Regions from separate parts of the Pan troglodytes genome. Here regions 1 and 3 are each linked to region 2. Evidence: chromatin contacts called from public Hi-C data. All regions are on one chromosome and are shown on one strand. Each heading gives the region's core, a stretch centred on a gene start, on an enhancer-like site or on the middle of the called end of the contact. The rest is flanking DNA. Distances are from core to core; before and after follow the strand shown. Region 1 has its middle 170 kb from the start of MN1. Region 2 overlaps MN1 (MN1 proto-oncogene, transcriptional regulator). Region 3 overlaps LOC107970337 (a long non-coding RNA gene).

Evidence for each region. Hi-C and Micro-C count contacts between places; a contact is called where the count stands out from the background.
Region 1: a contact with region 2 is called in a Hi-C map of induced pluripotent stem cells, with 2.0 times the contacts expected there. The contact joins two enhancer-like sites. A contact is called at or near these places in 1 of 7 Hi-C or Micro-C datasets (induced pluripotent stem cells) and 1 of 1 datasets of contacts at active chromatin or transcription factors (stem cell-derived excitatory neurons).
Region 3: a Hi-C map of stem cell-derived neural progenitor cells shows a contact between it and region 2, with 2.8 times the contacts expected there. The contact joins two enhancer-like sites. A contact is called at or near these places in 1 of 7 Hi-C or Micro-C datasets (stem cell-derived neural progenitor cells) and 1 of 1 datasets of contacts at active chromatin or transcription factors (stem cell-derived excitatory neurons).

Annotation. Positions count from the first base shown.
Region 1 is chr23:29,788,584-29,792,124 of NHGRI_mPanTro3-v2.0_pri, reverse strand. No RefSeq gene overlaps it. Among named protein-coding and RNA genes, the nearest start is that of MN1, 170 kb to the left of the region's middle. Within about 2 kb of position 1,989, at least 4 of the 24 cell types and tissues checked have an H3K27ac peak or open chromatin away from gene starts, as enhancers often do. A contact at or near this core is called in induced pluripotent stem cells, where this site is marked.
Region 2 is chr23:29,954,409-29,957,465 of NHGRI_mPanTro3-v2.0_pri, reverse strand. It overlaps MN1 (MN1 proto-oncogene, transcriptional regulator), which reads left to right. Exons shown (of 2, transcript XM_016938877.4): 1 at 1-3,057. The coding sequence starts at 2,850. Among named protein-coding and RNA genes, the nearest start is that of MN1, 8.6 kb to the left of the region's middle. Within about 2 kb of position 1,530, at least 14 of the 24 cell types and tissues checked have an H3K27ac peak or open chromatin away from gene starts, as enhancers often do. A contact at or near this core is called in induced pluripotent stem cells and stem cell-derived neural progenitor cells, where this site is marked.
Region 3 is chr23:29,734,757-29,737,865 of NHGRI_mPanTro3-v2.0_pri, reverse strand. All of the region lies in intron 1 of LOC107970337 (a long non-coding RNA gene), which reads left to right. Among named protein-coding and RNA genes, the nearest start is that of MN1, 230 kb to the left of the region's middle. Within about 2 kb of position 1,380, at least 3 of the 24 cell types and tissues checked have an H3K27ac peak or open chromatin away from gene starts, as enhancers often do. A contact at or near this core is called in stem cell-derived neural progenitor cells, where this site is marked.

The sequences.
Region 1 (3,541 bases), core at 740-3,239, 170 kb after region 2:
TCCGCCCCTTCTCTCTGTCCTCCCAGCCTTCTCCAGCTCAGCCTCAGACAGATGAGGAGGGACTGACAAGGAGCAGGAGTAGTCCTGGGGCTGCTCAGGAGGCTTTGGGTGGCCTTGGCAAGTGGCTTTCCGTCTCTGGGCCTCAGTTTCCTCATCTGCAAAGTGGGCGCAATAATGACTGCTTGAGGACTAACGAGTGAAATTGACAAGAAGAGCACACATCTTAAGGTAAGGAAACCTCAGTGTGTGATAGTGATGATTGATGATGTTAATAAACACTCTGACGGTGCTTGCGTGCTGCCAGCACTGTTTATTCTAAGCGCTTTGCATGTATTCACTCCCAGAGTCTCCATGCCTATTCCTCTTCAAGCCATGCTTCACTACTTCCAATGCTTCCTTTACGGAGGGGACCCATGGTAAAGGCTCAGGTTCAAGCATATTTCTAGGTGGTGTCACCACAGGTGATTTTTATCTTATTATTTTTACATGATTTTGTTCTTCTAAATGTGTCTTTCACCAAGTGTGACACCAGGGCTGGAGCAGAGAAGCTCCCTAAGCATGGAGGCTGAGGCTTGAGGTCTACACGGAGTGGCACTCCTGGGCCTGGGGACTCCAAGGTGGGAGGCAAAGCCCCCAAGTCCTTTGTTAAATACACACGCTGGCCCAGAGGGAGAAAAATGCCACATGGAGTCACACATACACACACACACACGCATACTCACATATACACACACTCACATACACACATTAAAATACACACTCAAATATACACACTAACATATACACACATATACACACATTCATATATACACACACTCACATACATATGCATACTCACATATACACACACAATCACATACACACACACTCACATATACACACATACACACTGAATATATAGAAACATGCACACATATACACACATGCATATATACACATATTTACATATACACACATACACACATGCATACTCATATACACACACAATCACATCTACACACATACACACTAAAATACACACTGAAATATACACAAACTTACACACATACACACGCATGCATATATACACATATTTACATATACACACATACAGTTACATATACACACACGCACATACACACATGCATACTCACATATACATATACACACACAATCACATCTACACACACATCTACACACATACACACTAAAATACACACTGAAATATACACAAACTTACACACATATACACACATTCATAGATACACATATTTACATATACACCCATGCAGTCACATATACACACACTCACATGTATACACACTCACATACACACACTAAAATACACATCCAAATATACACACACTAACATATACACACATTCATATACGCACACTAACACATACACACATGCGCACTCATACATACATACACACACTCACATGTACACATATATTCACATATACACACACCCCACATGCACACTCCCTTCCAGGCCAACTTATAAGAGCTTAGAAACAGAGACCCCACATGCCTCCCATTTTGCAAATGATTCTTAACACCTACTGTGTGTCTGGCATGGGAATACAGAGTCATCCAGATACAGAGAAATCCCTGCCTCAGGCACATGGACCCCCTGAAACTGCATCATTGCAAACAGAGTCTTACCCCCACAGCCCTCTGAAAACACACATGTAGGAGGTCCCTTTCCCCTCCACACCACCCTCTCTGGTTCCGAAGCTTTCATGCCTGCTGCCTGGGGTGGTGGGAGGTGGGTGGGGGTTCAGATAGCATTGATGGCGGCAGTGTCCTCCAGGGTCCCCAGGCCTCCTCATGATCCCCAGATGGGAATCCTTTGATTGACATCAGCCCTGTCCCCTGTCTTCCCTCCACCCACCCCCCGCCCTGCTCGCCTGACCAACCTTTGTGATGGGGGATGGGAGCAGAGGGGAGGCCCCAGGAGAAGATTCTTCAAAGAAAGTCCCTGCCCCCACCTCTGCCCTGCTGCGTTCAGAGCCTCTGGAGTGGCTCCCCCTGGGGGGCCTGGCCTGGTTAGAATAGGGGCCTGAGCAGGCCTCCAGGTGGCTTAGAGGGATGAAGGATACTCCAGTTGGGGGGGACACATGGATCCCAGCAGGACAGCATTTCCTAAATATTTTCTGCCCCTTTTGGGGACCAAGCAACAAAGTCCAGCCTCCAGGCTCATGCGGAGCCCACCAGGTGCACCGTTCTCTGTCCGGGCTGAGTACACCCACAGGCAGCTCTGGGGTGGGGGGTAGGGGCAGAGGGCCGTGGAGACCGCCATCTGCACGGCTTTCTTGGCTGCCTCCCCTCCCTGGGGGTCGAGAGGGGCCGGGATCGATGCTGGGCCCAGCTGCCCAGCGGCGCCCCCATCCCAAGCCAGCCTGGCCTGGGTCTAATTGATTACACTGGGGCGTCTGCGAGGGCCCAGGTGGCAAGGCCCAGGCAGCCTCTGGCTCCCCTAAGGCACGGCCTGGCTGGGGACAGGGGTGTGGGAAAGAAAGAAGGCACGGGGCGGGGTGTCTGTGAGTCCCAATTAAGCCATGAGTGGCACAGCCTGGGCTGCCCCTAATTTGGTTTGGGATAATGAGCCAGGGAAATTGGCTCCTGTCTGACTGGAGTTTAAGCCCCATCTGGGCTGGGCCCTGGGAATAGCCTCTTCAGTCCCTGCCCTGGGGATTAGGAGAGGGGGTGGAGCTGGCTCCTCTGGTGGGCACAGCTCTCTACAGTGTGCAGACACTTTCTCCTGTGTGTTATTGATGGCATATATTTTTGGGGGATGGGGGCAGTTACTATTACTGCTCCATTTTACAGATGGGCAAACTGAGGCCCAGAGAGGGGAAATGAAGCCTCCCAGTTCATTCCTGGCTGGATCCAAGACTTGAACCCAGATTTTCTCCTTTTTCTTTCTGATTGATACATATATATATATTCTTTTTTTCTGGATTGCCCAATTTAGCAAATAAAGACAAAGGAGGCCAGGCGCAGTGGCTTACGCCTGTAACCCTAGCACTTTGGGAGACCAAGGCGGGTGGATCACGAGGTCAGGAGATGGAGACCATCCTGGCTAACATGGTGAAACCCCATCTCTACTAAAAAAACATAAAAAATTAGCCGGGCATGGTGGTGGACACCTGTAGTCCCAGCTACTCAGGGGGCTGAGGCAGGAGAATTGCTTGAACCTGGGAGGCGGAGGTTGCAGTGAGCCGAGATCATGCCACTGCACTCCAGCCTGGGCGACAGAGCAAGACTCTATCTCAAAAAAAAAAAAAAAAAAAAAAAAAAAAAGACACAGGACTTCCAGTTAAATTTGAATTTCAGATAAATAATATATAAAATTAGTATGTCTGTCTCATGAAATATTTGGGATATCCTCATACTAAGAAAATCTGATTTGTTCTGTATGTTACCTGGCAACACTAGCCATTATTCTTTAGGACCTTGGTGGAATCTGGGGGTAGAGGAAACAAACTTTGGAGCCAGTCAGACTGGTTCAAACTGGTTTTGCCACTTTCCTCCCATGTGGTTGTAGTAGACAGAA
Region 2 (3,057 bases), core at 281-2,780:
TGCCGCTACCCCAAAGTTGAGCCCATTTCCCCCCACCCCCCGGCATGTCGGTTCTGGCATACTTAGCACTGCCTTCCTAGCCGCAACTCCGGGGAGCAATGAATCTGCGCGTACGACATGGTAACTTTTTAACTCCGGCCCGCGAGGGTAGAGTGCTTAATCTAAGGTTTTTAAATAAAAAGGGCTCAGGGGTCGGTTTTATTATAACGTTTATTTCATTTCAGATTTCATGCGTAATTTAGCAAACGCTAGACAGACTCGGGCGATAAACACTTTCTTTTGTGGGGGGGAAAGGCATTTTCATACACCACGCTTAATTTTATTTAGATTTAATAGCGATATCAGGGGCACTTCAAAGAAAGTTCTTTTTTCGCCCTTCTCCTAAGAATGCGAATCTGCTAGCAAAATCGCCTCGTGCTATTTTATGGCAAGGAAAATTAAAGGCCTTCTCCCCCCTCCTTCCCTACACACACTTTAGGGAGGAACACACACACACACACACGCATGCACACACACACGCACGCACGCAGGCGCGCGCACACGCACACAGGCGCACAGAATAAACACCCCTATCCTCCATCACCTCTAACTTCCAACTTCTAATTGCAAGATAGATTTCAGCCTCTGTGGGGATCAGGACGATCTAAACATTTTAACTAAGATTATTGGGATAAATATTTCATAAAGAGCAGGGCAGATATTAAATTACTCCTATTGATTTTAGTATCACAGCCCAATTCCATTCCTCGGCCTCTTCAGTTTAATTGATCTCTTAAGGAGGCCAACTTCGCACCCGCAGAGGGCCTGGGTCTTGGACCGGGTGGCCCAGGGCAAGGTGTGCGGCCCGGCGGGTGCGCCCTCTTCGTGCGTGTCTTCTCGGGGTTCCCAGCCGCCTCGCAAGTCGCTCCGGTTACTGGGCTCAACCGATGTGCTCCCCCATAAAGTGGCTGAGTGACTGTGACTCCTTGGAGCCCACGCCGGCCGGTGAGAACCGGGAACCCCAGGCAGTGGGGAAGGGGAACAATTGTGAGCGCCCTAGTGACGGAGGAGTGAGCAAGCTCCCAGTTCTCTCGAGGAGAACCCTAACTTCGAGGTTCCCCGTCTGCTTTACCCTCCAAGAAAATCCCAGGGCCGGCTAACTTGGGCGCCGCTAGCGGAGAACGGAGTGTTCACCCCGGAGCCGAAGTGCAGTAGACACTTAGCGACTTTCCGTGGCGAGTCCAGGGTCTTTGCCTGGCGACCTCATTGTCTGAGCGCCCCGTACCGCTCACCGCCCACCTCCCCGCCCCCTGCCCACCCGGTGGGTCTCTCTCCAGTTGGGGGTGGGGAGTTGGGAACAGTGTGAATGGGAAGGGGGTGAACAAAGCCAAGCTCCCGCCATTCTCCTCCGCCTGCACCCTCTCCAGCTCGATGCGCCCGGAGGCCGGGGCGCGCCCCCAGCGCACTGACGCCGGACCCCGAGGAGAGGCGGGCGCAGGGGACCCCAGAGCTGGGGTAGTGCGGGTTCGTGGCGGGGGCTTCGTCAGCTAGGACCCCGGACCACCTTAAGAGCGAGCCCCGCCCCGGGCCCGGAACTTGGGCGGCGCTGATTGGTGCAAATGTAATGGCTGAAATTGATTGCTGAAATGCAAAACTTGTTGCTGCTTCTCCCGGCGCTGGGCGAGAGGCAGACACAGAGAGGGGAGCCGAGACCCTCGGAACGCCCCACGCAGAGCCCCCCCGCTAGTCGGGAGAGGGGTGCGCAGACCCCCCAGAGCTGCCCCCGCGCCCCCCTCCCCCCATTCCGGGCTCTGAGAGCGCAGCGGGAACGCCTTAGCCTGCTCGCCCGGCGTGGCCCCCCGACCCGCGTACGCCCCCCTCCCTCAGGTCCGAGAGGGACTCGCGAAGCACCTCAGCGCGGAGGCAGGGAACCGGAGCCTTGGAGCGACCCAACCCCTCGTCTCGCTGCCCTCCCGCGCCTGCAACGGTGCGCGGAGACTCCGGCGAACTCAGACACCCAACGGCGGAGAACAGAAGCGGCAGGCGGCGGACGTGGCCGCGAAGCTGCGCGCCGGGCGCAGCGCACCCGCTGCCGAGCAGAGGAGCCGCGCCTTTCCCCGACCCTCGTCTCCAGCCCCCGGCGCCTGCCGCCTCGCAGCCCCTCTGCGTCCTCAGCTCGGGGGCCGGCACCGGCGATGCCGAGCGGAGCCTCCAGTCCTCCGACCCGCTGAAGAAGCAGCAGCCGCTCGCCCGGAGCCTACGGGGATTGTGCGAGCGGATCGTGCTCGGTGGAGGCTCGGGCTGCGGGGCGCGGGGACTCCGGGGGGCGGGGGGAGGGACCGCTCTGTCGGTGCCCGGCGCTAGCCGCGGCTTTGAAGGGTCTCCCTCCCCTGCCCTTAGCAGCTCTGCCACGGACTCCGGGAGGCTGCGGGCGGCGTCCTGGGGGCTCCCCAGCAGACCCAATCGGACTTGAGAAGGTGATCGCTCTGCTCTCCCAACCCCCTTCCCTCCCCATTCCCCCCACTTAACTTTTTGTCTCCGTTCATCCGCGGCTTCGTCCCCTCCCCGCAGACCCACCCGCGGCTGTGACAACCGCCCGGGGCATGGGCCCCCCAACACGGCTCCTAGAGGCCCCGCGGCCTCGCAAGATGTGAGAGGCCCTCCCCGGGCAGAATCGGAGCTTCGGGAGAGGAGCTGATACCCCGCCCCCCGTCCCTCACATCAGGCGGGGTGGAGGTGCGCGCTGAGCCCCCGCGGTGCTGAGCGTCCCGGAGCGCCCAATCCTGGGCTGGAACGAGTAGCTGGCCGGAGGCGCGCCGCGGAGAGCCGGCTGTCATGCCCTATTGATCCCCCTCTGCCCCCCGCCAAGTATGTTTGGGCTGGACCAATTCGAGCCCCAGATCAACAGCAGGAACGCTGGCCAGGGCGAGAGGAACTTTAACGAGACCGGACTGAGCATGAACACCCACTTTAAGGCCCCGGCTTTCCACACTGGGGGGCCCCCTGGCCCTGTGGATCCTGCTATGAGCGCGCTGGGCGAACCCCCGATCTTGGGCATGAACATGGAGCCCTACGGCT
Region 3 (3,109 bases), core at 131-2,630, 220 kb after region 2:
TTATTTCACTGACTAGGAAACTAAGGCTCATAGATGCCATGACTTACCCATAATTTTATTTTTTAGTTTTTCTAGAGACAGAATCTAGCTCTGTAGTCCAGGCTGGAGTGCTGGGGTGCAATCCTAGCTCACTGCAATCTCCAACTTCTGGGCTCTAGTGATCCTCCTGCCTCAGCCTCCTGAGTAGCCGGGACTGCAGGCACACATCATCACACCTGGCTATTTAAAAAATTTTTTGTAGAGATGCAGTCTCACTATGTTGCCCAGGCTGGTCTCAAATTCCTGGCCTCAAGTTATCCTCCGGCCTTGGTCTCCCAAAGTGCCGGGATTCCAGGCATAAGCCACTGTGCCAGGTCCTTACTTATAATATCAAAACCAAGAAGGAGAGAAGCCAGGGGTTGAGATTACCTTCTTGGTGGAATATCCCCCAATCTCGGTCTTTCATGGCCACCTAGGTAGTTTTTGCCCCATTATTAACCCAACATCATTCTTTAAATCCACTTTACACTAACTCACTTAAAAAAGATTTTAGCCTCAGCCTTAGCAACAATATCCATGACATCCCAAATTGGAAGTGATATTTTTAATACACATAAAAATAAATATTTGAGAATTAAAAACAAAAAGTTTTATGCCTGTGTACCACCATCTCCCAGCCACTGGGGTGTTTAAACCTCTTTTTGGGACTTACTGATCCAGTTCAACCATCTTATTTCATGGGTGGGGAAGTGGGAGTGTCACACAGAAAAGTTCAGTGATTTGCCTAAAGCCACACAGCAAACACAGCTGAGACCTCCTGACTCCCGAGCCTGGGGCATTCCCTGCCCCTCAAACAAGTGTGTATGTCAGGAGAGGCGGAGCTCACCCAGGGGTAGGCCCTGCCTGAGTTTGGAAGGAGACCAGGCTCCGCTTCACAGACACCATCTCTGTTAACCCTCAGTGCACCTCTTAAGGAATGCCTTCTTGTTCCTATTTTAAAGTTGAAAGGACTGAGGCTCAGAGAGGTAGAGCAAGTCTCCAGAGGACACACAGTAAGGGGTGGAGCTGGGATTTGAACCCCAGATCTGGGTGCCGTGCATTGGAGAATGTCGCTAAGGACGCGCGGACTTGGTGGAAGGAACACCGCTGTCAGGGGTGACGGTGCGGAGGACACAGGTCGGCTGGGAGCCTTCAGTGTTGGGACCGAACGACCTTCTTTTCCTCTTAGCCTGAAACATCTATGCTGCTGTACCTTTCCGCTTTCTGGAATAGATTTAGGTTGCAGAGGCCTTTGCTGCAGCTGACGTGCTGCGTATTTTTAACTTGGAGAAGAATGTCCTGGGCTTTCTGAGCCTCCCGCCAGCCGCACCTCCTTGGGACCAGGAATGCAGCCTGCTTCCTGCCTTCAGTAGCCTCTCATTTTCTCCCCAGCACAGCAGCCCTGTCTTCTCAAGTCCAGACGGCTAAAGGTCTTGGGAATTTTCGTAAAACTCTTAAACCTGGCTGTGAGCCAAAGGGAAACAGCTCAGAGAAGGCTGACGCTGTCTGGGAGATGATAGAAATATGGCATTCCTGCGGCAGGCGATTCCTGAATTTACGGGGGGCGGCATGCAGGCCCATCAACAAGCAGCCGGCCCTGATGGCTGGATCTTTGCGGCACCCAGAGACGCAGCCGGCAGGAAAAGAAGCGGAATAATCGCAGCCAGTTATGCAGCTTTTGCTGTGGGCCAGTGTTCATTGGTCTTCATGGGTTAGCTCCCCAAAGCCTCATGAGCTGAATGGGACCCAGAGAGGTACACTAACTGGTTCAGGGTCACACAGCCAGGAAGTGGTGGGCCTGGAATTCAAGCTCAGTCTTTGCTGCTATACATCCCTGTTACATACACCTAGACACATCCACCTATCCATGTATGTACACACAAGCAAGCACAGATACAATACATGTGTGCATGCAAACACACAGGCAACACACACACAAAGACATGGATGCAGCACAAGAACACATATGCATATGCAACATGCATGCACATACAACACACGATAGACACAGTGCTTACACGAACACACGTACACACACGTATACCATGTGCATGCATGCACTGACTCATAGACACATTCCAAAACCTGAAGCCAAAGTGCTTACCTGGCTATCTGGAGCAGGGCCAGGACTCTGTCCCTCAGACCCTGGGAGCACCAGCTTCCTTCCTCCCTTCCCTCCCTTCCCACAGATGTTTGCTGTGGTTCCGGCCAACTAGCCAGATGTGCACCACGGCCCAGGATGTCTCAGAGACCCAGAGGCTGAGGGGGTTGCCAGACTGCCCCCAGATGTCTCCGTGACACCATCCGGCCCCAGGCTGAGAGGAGCCAGACCCTTGAAAGGGACCCATTGCTCTGCAAGGTTGCTGGGCTCTCATGGTGCAGGGGGCAGTTTGCCACGAGAGCTGAATTTTGTGGTCCAAGCAGGAATTCTAAGGCTGAGTCCAGTTTGAAGCTACCATGAGACTGGGGGCTAGCCCTCTGCCCTTCCTGAGCCTTAGTTTCCACTGCATGCAGTGGGGAGAGCCAGGCCAGGTTGGCCTCTCGAGGGTGTCTTGGGGACTGAACACATTTAAAATGGAAAGGAATCTTAAAGATATCTTTAGTTCTCAATTTGCTGATGGGGAAACTAAGGTTCATACCACGCTGAGAGTTAGTGGCAAAATTGAGCTTGGAAACCGGCTCCTACAATCTTGGCTGGAAATGTCTCATATTTAACTTAACCAGCTTCTTCATCGGCAGCATGTAGCAGAACACAGGAATGAAAAGATTGTTCTGTCTTCTTGCTAGCAGGCCTGTTCTGACATTTCCTTTTTGCCCCTGGACATTTTTCTCTGGGGTTACTGATGAACAAAATGGAATTTTTTCTGAGACGCATCCAATTGGTCCAAATACCAGTGCCCCCAAATATAACATTTACTTCTCCCAAACCCCGGGCTTTGGTCTGTTTCACCCCAGACTCCCCAATCCAGATTTCAGAGGCTTGGGGTCAACGGCAAGGACATTGCATTATAGTGCCCCGTACTGATGCGACTATAGGCTGGGTTTGGGCTGTCTCTCTCTTCTCAGGGAGGTGGCAAGGAGGGAGAATGTC